Linked DNA regions of Hordeum vulgare: region 2 is linked to region 1. A link is a contact called in public Hi-C data. All regions are on one chromosome and are shown on one strand. The core of a region is the stretch at or near the end of the contact, and the rest is flanking DNA. Distances in the headings are between cores, read along the strand shown.

What was found. Hi-C and Micro-C count contacts between places; a contact is called where the count stands out from the background.
Region 2: a contact with region 1 is called in a Hi-C map of seedling, with 3 times the contacts expected there. The contact joins the promoter of LOC123402026 here to the promoter of LOC123402933 in region 1. A contact is called at or near these places in 1 of 6 Hi-C or Micro-C datasets (seedling) and 1 of 1 datasets of contacts at active chromatin or transcription factors (embryo).

What each region holds. Positions count from the first base shown.
Region 1 is chr6H:384,394,260-384,398,163 of MorexV3_pseudomolecules_assembly, forward strand. It overlaps LOC123402933 (replication protein A 32 kDa subunit B-like), which reads right to left and starts at 1,442. Exons shown (of 10, transcript XM_045096902.1): 1 at 1,231-1,442; 2 at 1,022-1,132. The coding sequence starts at 1,362. It also overlaps the pseudogene LOC123405510.
Region 2 is chr6H:384,704,268-384,708,242 of MorexV3_pseudomolecules_assembly, forward strand. LOC123402026 (protein ALP1-like) reads left to right here and starts at 2,131. Exons shown (of 2, transcript XM_045095881.1): 1 at 2,131-3,011; 2 at 3,101-3,895. The coding sequence starts at 2,943. The coding sequence ends at 3,802. LOC123402027 reads left to right here and starts at 1,402. Exons shown (of 2, transcript XM_045095882.1): 1 at 1,402-1,617; 2 at 1,748-2,034. The coding sequence starts at 1,550. The coding sequence ends at 1,805.

The sequences.
Region 1 (3,904 bases), core at 192-2,691:
CTCCCAACACCACAACCCCACGCACGGCACCTCCGCTAGCACGCACGCCTCCCACCAAGCCATCACATCATGGCCACGCAGGAGCCGCCATCATGACCTGCGCCGCCTGCCCGCTAAGATAGCCACCATGGCCACGCAGGAGTCCAACCTTATCCTCCCCCCACCCCCACCCCCCCCCCCCCGCGTCGCCCCTCCTCTAGGGGCTCAGGGGAACCCCCCAGCGCGCCGCCGGGTTCAGGCCCTCCCTTCCGCCAGCCTAGCCACCGCCCGAGGACGCCGGCGGCGAAGGCCGCGCACGCTCCAAGTGAAGGTGGCGGCCGGACGCTTTCTCCTCGCGTCCTTTCCTTCGCCCGAGGAGGGGCGACGCGCCGTGCTGGATCTAGAGGCCGTGCTCGGGGTCAGGCGGCGGCGGCTGGCCCGTCGGCGATGGAGGGGTGGTGGCTGGTCCGTCTGCGCAGAGGTGGTGGTGGCTGGCCCATCAATGCAGAGGTGGTGGCCGAGGCTTCGTCTGCGGGGCGTCTTGGGGCGGCACGGCAGTGCTCCCAAGCACCGGACGGCGTGGATCTGTGTAGGCCATTTATGCCCCAGTATAGATTGTGGGTGTGGACAGGAGAGCAACAGAAATTACATAACTTGAGCAAATGCAATATGGTCGCTAACCAAGGCATTGTTTCTTTCCCTACTGCATAGCTGAACCAATACACCTGGCCAGTGTTATATGTTCAAATTTTAAATCCAATTGCCTTGGTAATAATAATTTCAGAACGGACATGCTTCAGTCCGGAGGAAGGTTCTTCTTTTTTTCCAAGGAAGGTGTCAGCCGGACTAAAATCCGCTCTACCAACTACGATGTGATGTGAAACCTTTCACAGCAAGCATACAAAACAACTCGAACCAATGCTCGAAAGAAACGGTTTTTTTCCCAAAAGGAGAAACGATTCTTTACAATGTCATTAAGCACCTGGTGAACAGGTGTTCAGAGAAAAAGAAAAAGCACCGGGCGAAGAGGCAGGGTCCGTACCGTGGACACCTCGGTTCCATTGACAGCGAAACTGGACTTGTCGTCGTTGGTCTGGGTGGCGTCCATAATCTGCTTGACGGTGAGCGGGAGCAGCGTCTGCGCGCCGCGACTCTGAGCGCACGGCGAGCCCAAGGAGGGAAAGGGAAATCAGATTTGGGGGCCGAAAAGAAAACATGGGGAGACTGGGCGGGATTCCTAGGAAGACGTACCTTGCTGATGCCGCCGCTACCGTCCGGGGTGTTGGTGGTCTGGGAGGGCATGAAGCCGCCGCCGCTGAAGAGGGTGTTGGCGTTGGCGGCGCCGCCGCCGTTTCCGTCGTAGTGGTCGCCTCCGTTGTACATGGTGAGGCCCTGTGGATGAAAACCCTAGCCTTGCCGCGGAAGGAGGGGAGGGGAGGTGGGGAGGGGCGAGGGCGGGAGAAGGGGGGAGGGGCGGTCCTTTTGTTTTGTGGGAAGGGAAGGGAAGGGGGCTTCTCCGGTACGACACCTTGGTCTCCGCGGCGCGCGGCCCATTGGATCGGCAGGCGCACGTCGCCGGGTGGCGGTGCGGCGCAGCGTCCCGCGCCGCGCATCTGATTGGTTTGGATGCGTGCGCAGAAGCGGTGCGGCTCGCGGGTTTGAGCAATATTGTGATCTATACCTCATCTTATATTTAAAATGTATAATAGTTCATTGTAAAAATATAATAGTACTTTTTATTATATGGTTCACCTTTCATACTCACAAAAGCCTTAGAGCACGTGCTAGAGCTGGCTCCTAACTAAGAGCCCGCTTACCTTCTCTCTCCTCTTCTCTTTCCTCTAACTAAACAAAAATATATTAATTTATTTCTTATAGCCAGCTGACTCAGCTCTATTGTACTTGCTCTAACAAACCTCGCATTCCGCCGGGCTGCAAACGCGTTGTTGTGAGCCGACACAGGGCTTGCACAGATGCAGACCCGTATAATGGATCCGTAAAAAAGCATGTTCATGGAATATTTTTTTTACGGGTTGGCTTCTGCGGGTTCTGATATGGCGCAACTCCTTCCGATCCGTAAAATTAGATTTGCAACTTAAATTGATCTAGAACAATGCTTTTTTTGCTAGAATCTAGCACAACATTATCTTTACCTAATAATAAAGAGGCTATCGCTTCCGTCAGAAAACCCACCGCGGTGATTTTAAAAAAAGTCCTAGGTGTTTTCTAAAATTAACCAGCAATCCAATTGATAAGTGAAGCTGAATCGGTATGTGCGGGAGAAAAAAAATACCAGACCACCCACGACCTTACCTCCCATCTCGAGCGCCAGCGCGCCGCCACCCCCTGCCACGGCGTCGTGCGCCGCCGGCCCCAACTCCTCCAATGCTCACCTCCGTCCCCGCGCGCCACCGCCCCAGATCCGGGCCTCCCCGCGTGATGGCCGAGGCTCCTGCGGGCGAGCCGCTGGGCGGAGGAGGCGGAGAGCCGGCACCGCGCAGAGGAGGAGGCGGAGAGCCGGCACCGCGCAGAGGAGGAGGCGGAGAGCCGGCACCGCGCAGAGGAGGAGGCGAAGGCGGCGGCCGCCGCCAACGGGGACGGGGACGGGGACGTGGGCAACAACATCTACACCTCTGAGGACGAGGGCACCGAGAACTACGGCCGCGACGGCTACCATGTCGTCCGCCCCGGGGACAACTTCAAGCAGGGCCCCTACGTCATGCAGTCCAAGCTCGGTTGGGGCCACTTCTCCACCGCCTGGCTCGCCTGGGACACCGCCCACTCCGTACGTGCTCACCACCCCCTCGCCTCGCCGTGAAACCCCCTGTTAAAATCACCCGCTGCCTCTAGGATTCGCGACGAGGATATGTAGGAAAAAAATATTGATCTGGATGAAGTTGTCTGCCTGCCCACCAACTGTTCGCTCTTTTGTCACAGAGCTCATATGGAGAACAGCTAAATCAATTTCTCATTATTACTGTTTTATCCCTCAATCCTATCGCACTGCACGAGATATTCTGATGTTTTACGCCTTGACCACTTCAAGCACACAAGCCCCAATGGGAGCCATGTCTGCATGGTGTTTGAGTTTCTTAGTGATAACTTGCTCACCCTAATAAAGTACACGGACTATCGTGGCATTCCGCTTCCAATGGTTAAGGAGATATGCCGGCATGTGCTCATTGGCCTTGACTACCTCCACCGCGAGCTTTCCATTATCCACACTGACCTGAAGCCCAAAAACATATTCCTCGTGTCCACTATTGACCCCTCAAACGATCCCCGGAAGTCAGGTGTGCCACTGGTGCCGCCTGCTGCAAGGGCCATCGAGCCACCTCCAAGGGCTCCTGCTCGACCATCAACGAGTAGTGGAGTCACCAGGAACCAACAGAAGAAGATTTGGAAGAAAGTCAAACATGTAGTTGCTTCAACTTCAAAAGGCAATGGGCAGTGGCATTCGCCGACATAGACGAATCAGATGATAAGGGAGATCTGAGGACAGCAAATGAGGGCAGTCCTAGCTAGGATGGGGACATGAAGAGAGGAGGAGGGCATAGGCGGGGCAACAAAGGGACTAGGAATAGGATGGCGATGGAAGCTGAACTAGGCTGCAAGCTGGTTGACTTCGGAAATGCATGTTGGACGTACAAGGAGTTCACAAGTGATATCCAAACAAGGCAATACAAATGTCCTGAGGTCCTTCTAGGCTCTAAGTATTCTACATCTGTCGACCTGTGGTCCTTTGCATGCATACGCTTTGAACTTGCCTCAGGAGATGTGCTCTATGATCCGCATAGTGGAGATAACTTTGACAGGGATGAGGTATTTTTGTTCATTTCCTCACTTTGGTTTCGACTAAGAACATACTTTCAACATTGTGGATATGTACCCGGTTTATCACCTGGTAAATGATGTCCCCCATTTT
Region 2 (3,975 bases), core at 881-3,380, 310 kb after region 1:
GAGATACTCCTCCACTGGATTGATACCTTGGTTCTCAAACTGAGGGAAAATACTTACCGTCTCTGTGCTACATCACCCTTTCCGCTTCAAGAGAACACCAACGCAAGGCTCCAAGGCCACGGGGAAAATCCTTTGCATACTTGCCTAGGAAGTCCCTTAAGGCGTAGCCGCAGCTGAAGGATTCCTGGTGCCGTCGACACACCTGTTTCTGGCACCATTGGAAGGACTTTTGTGCATTGGCATAGCTGACATCAGGGCGGAGGGAGGGGAAGCCGTGGGTCGGGAGGGGGCGGCGGGGGGTGATGATGCGGGCGGGCGAGGTGGGGAGATTGAGGAGAGAGAGGTGGGGAGATTGAGGAGAGAGAGGTGAGGAGTGTGGGAGAGAGAGAGGCACAAGCCGGTGGGGAGCTCCGTTATGTGCCCATCCCCTTTGTCGTGTGCTGGTAGACGACAAACAGGGGGAGGCAGATGGCAAAGAGGTTGTGACAGATGGCAAAGAGGCAGATGACGACAACCATGTCGTCCACGGTGTAGAGGGGCCCGCCTGGGCTCTTTGTCGCCTGTGTGTTTCATCTTTGTTGTCCGCGAGCAGACGACAAAGAGCACATTAATGGCAAACAATATCTTTGCCATCAGTCAGCTCTTTGTCGTTTGTTTTTTGGCAGCTGGCGGCAAAGAACTTCTTTGCCATAAGTCAACAAAGGACAAAGATCAGGCAGATGGAAAATTCTTCCATTTCTGTAATGTTTAGGAAAATGTTAGGATGAGGTGTATATTTACGAAATTATACACAACAGACTTATTGCCACATGCTCGCCCTTGGCTGCACCTCATGCAATCGACACAACCAAACGAGGCAAAATGGAAAATTTTGACCAAAAAACAAAAGTATTTCACAAACTGAACCATGTTTGAAAAAAATTCATCTATCTGACCTCTTTCGTGGCGTCTTTCGCTTATGTGGCACACTACGTTATGTGACGCCTAAGCCATATGCGCCATACTGTACTGTGTGGCGTCTAAAAAATACGTCATATAATACAGTATGACACCTCACTGTCAAACCCCATAAAAAAGTTGAGTTGAATGATTTTTTTTTCATACGCGGTCTATTTTGTGAAAACATTCCGTTCACGGATGTCAATTTTGCCACCAACCACCACCGTACAACAAGGTCTGCAGCTACTCCGTGACGAATTCTACTTGAACTCCGCTAATTGCTTCACTCACTGGACAGTGGAGGCCAAGCTGGCAGCGTGACCCACTTCTTAAGAAGAAACATACGGAGAATGAAAATAGATAATGCCTGTGCGCAATCAGTGGCTTGTGGCGCACAAATAATCGGACGACAAGCCAGGTCGTACACGGACATGCCATACCTTAAGCCTTAAATCCCGGCAGAAGAACTTTACACCGGTACAGCCGCCCATTCCATGTGCATCATTTATTTGCGTCTCCTTCCAGCTTAGCTCCCTCCATATCCCTTTGCCTTCTCTTCCCCACATCATCATCATCACCCGTCCACAGGTGCGGATAGACCGACTCGGCGATGGAGCCCCCGCCTGCTCAGTCCATGTCTGCGACCGACGACCTCCACGACAAGAGCCTCGACGGATGGTACGTGTGCTAACTAGATCTGATTGGTTGGTCGACTGAGACTCCCGTGTTATTCTTTCCCCGCTCGGCCCTGTCCGCTCTCCGATTGATTGATTGATTGGTCGTGCTTAATTTGCACTTGATTTTGCAGCTGTTCTTGCTGCTACGACTGCTGCTCCAGCATCCTGGACTTCCTTTGCTGCGCTTGATGCTGCTCCTCCTCCTGCCGTTCCCTGGCTTCCGGCGGAAGCGCGCCGAGATGCCTGACTAAATATTTATAGTCTTTTTTATTGAGTTGAATATTTATAGTCTGTAAGGAGATTTATGGATCAACTGCTGTAGTGTGTTGACTTATCTTCCGCTAAAGTAGTCGTGCAATTTCATGTAGCAAATTTGCCGAAATTCTGTTTTTTTTAAAACTCAATACTTTGCATTAAACAGTGTGTGAAGCGAAGTCGCTCGCCACCGGAGCAGATACAAGCATACGCTACTTGATTACATATTCTGGTGCAATGCTCAATCTTATACCCCAAAACTTAGGCCATGTTCGAGACGTGGGTTTACAAAACAGAGGAAAAGAAGCATGCATAGGTATGGGATGGAGTGCAAACTGAAACCTACAGGCTTACAAAAAGAGGAATGGAAACTCGATGGAGTGTTCTGAACAAAGAAAAAAGAAATTGGAATCTGCACACTTCTCTAGGAAACATAACTAGCCGTCATGTGCCTGGGCATTGTATTCTTGCCGTTGATTTGTCTAGTCGTTGCTTCTTCTTTCTCTTGCTATATAAACGCACACAATGCACTACCAGCCACTTGCTTGTCATTGTCATCTCTTCTCCTCTCTTGTAAGAACTTCTCTAGGAACCCATAGTCCAGTCTTGTAGCAGCAATCCATACATTCCTCTAACCCCAGAATTCATTCATTCCTGAAGCTCAATGAATCAAAACTACAGCCGGCGGTCGAGAAACGAAGATGATTTTGTACATTTCATATTCCCTACATTACAAGGTAGCTCATCCCAATCATCTGAGAGGAGAGCAATACATACATCCATCCTGAATGGAGTTACTTATGTGTATGAAGCTCTTACCGGCCACGAGGTTCTATGTGAATGGCGGTTTCATATGGAGAGATCAATCTTTCAAGTTTTAGTGCAACAACTGTATGAAAAGCACCTTCTCCAGGATGCAAGGTATATCTCTTTGCAAGAGCAAGTAGCCATATCTTTATATGCAATATCAAAGAATGCAACCAACAGAACATTGCAAGACAGATTCCAGTACGGTGCGGATTCAGTTAGTACTTATTTCCATGCCGTGCTCAACGCGATTACTCGACTCACATGCAACTTCATACAACCTTCTATATACCAGCATCCCATATTAAGGCAACCAAAGTTTTTATACTTCAGGTAATTGTTTTCAAGTCCTATCATGCTGAATTGGTACTGTGTAAATCTAGCTTACATTTATATATCTAACTGTAGAATTAAATCAACAGAACTATATTGGAGCTATTGATGGTACTCACTTTCCCATGACTATTCCTCCTGGGCAACAAGATCCATACAGAAATAAAAAACAAGGTCTTTCACAAAATGTAATGGTTGCATGTGACTTTGACATGAAGTTTGTGCATGTACATGCTGGATGGGAAGGATCTGCATCATCAGATGCAAGGGTTTTGCAAGATGCACTAGACCATGGATTCAATGTACCACCTGGAAATTTTTATCTTGTAGATGCGGGTTATGCAAATACACCCCAATTCATTGCTCCATACCAAGGAACTAGATATCATTTACGAAAGCAAGGAAGAGTTCATCAAAGGCCACAATGCTACAAGGAGTTATTTAACCTTCGACATGCTCAACTACGAGATCATGTCGAAAGAATTATTGGCATATTGAAAGCAAGGTATCCCATACTAAAGGCAGCTACAATGTTTGATATTGACACACAAGTTGATATTGTAGTAGCTTGTTGTGTATTGCACAATTTCATAAGGCTCCATAATGGAGATATGACACTGCCTGACAGAGCTACAACGGATACTAATGAAAGCACTATGAAAGATGTACCAGGTGGTGATGCCAAATACAAAAAAGATGTGATTTTATTTAACAACTTGAGACAAGCTGGAAATGAGATGCGAGATGCCATGGCAATGCAAATGTGGGCAGATTACATTGCTAGAAGATAAGCATATGTATTGTGTATTTTTCTCTTAAGTTATGTAATTATTTGGTTGTATTGTACTCCACTCACTTAATAATATGATTATTTTAGCCAAACACTGCAAACAAGCATTGATTTAAGATCCATTTAATATTACATAAAAAGTTGAATGAGTTTGCCACTTCCATAAACATGTGC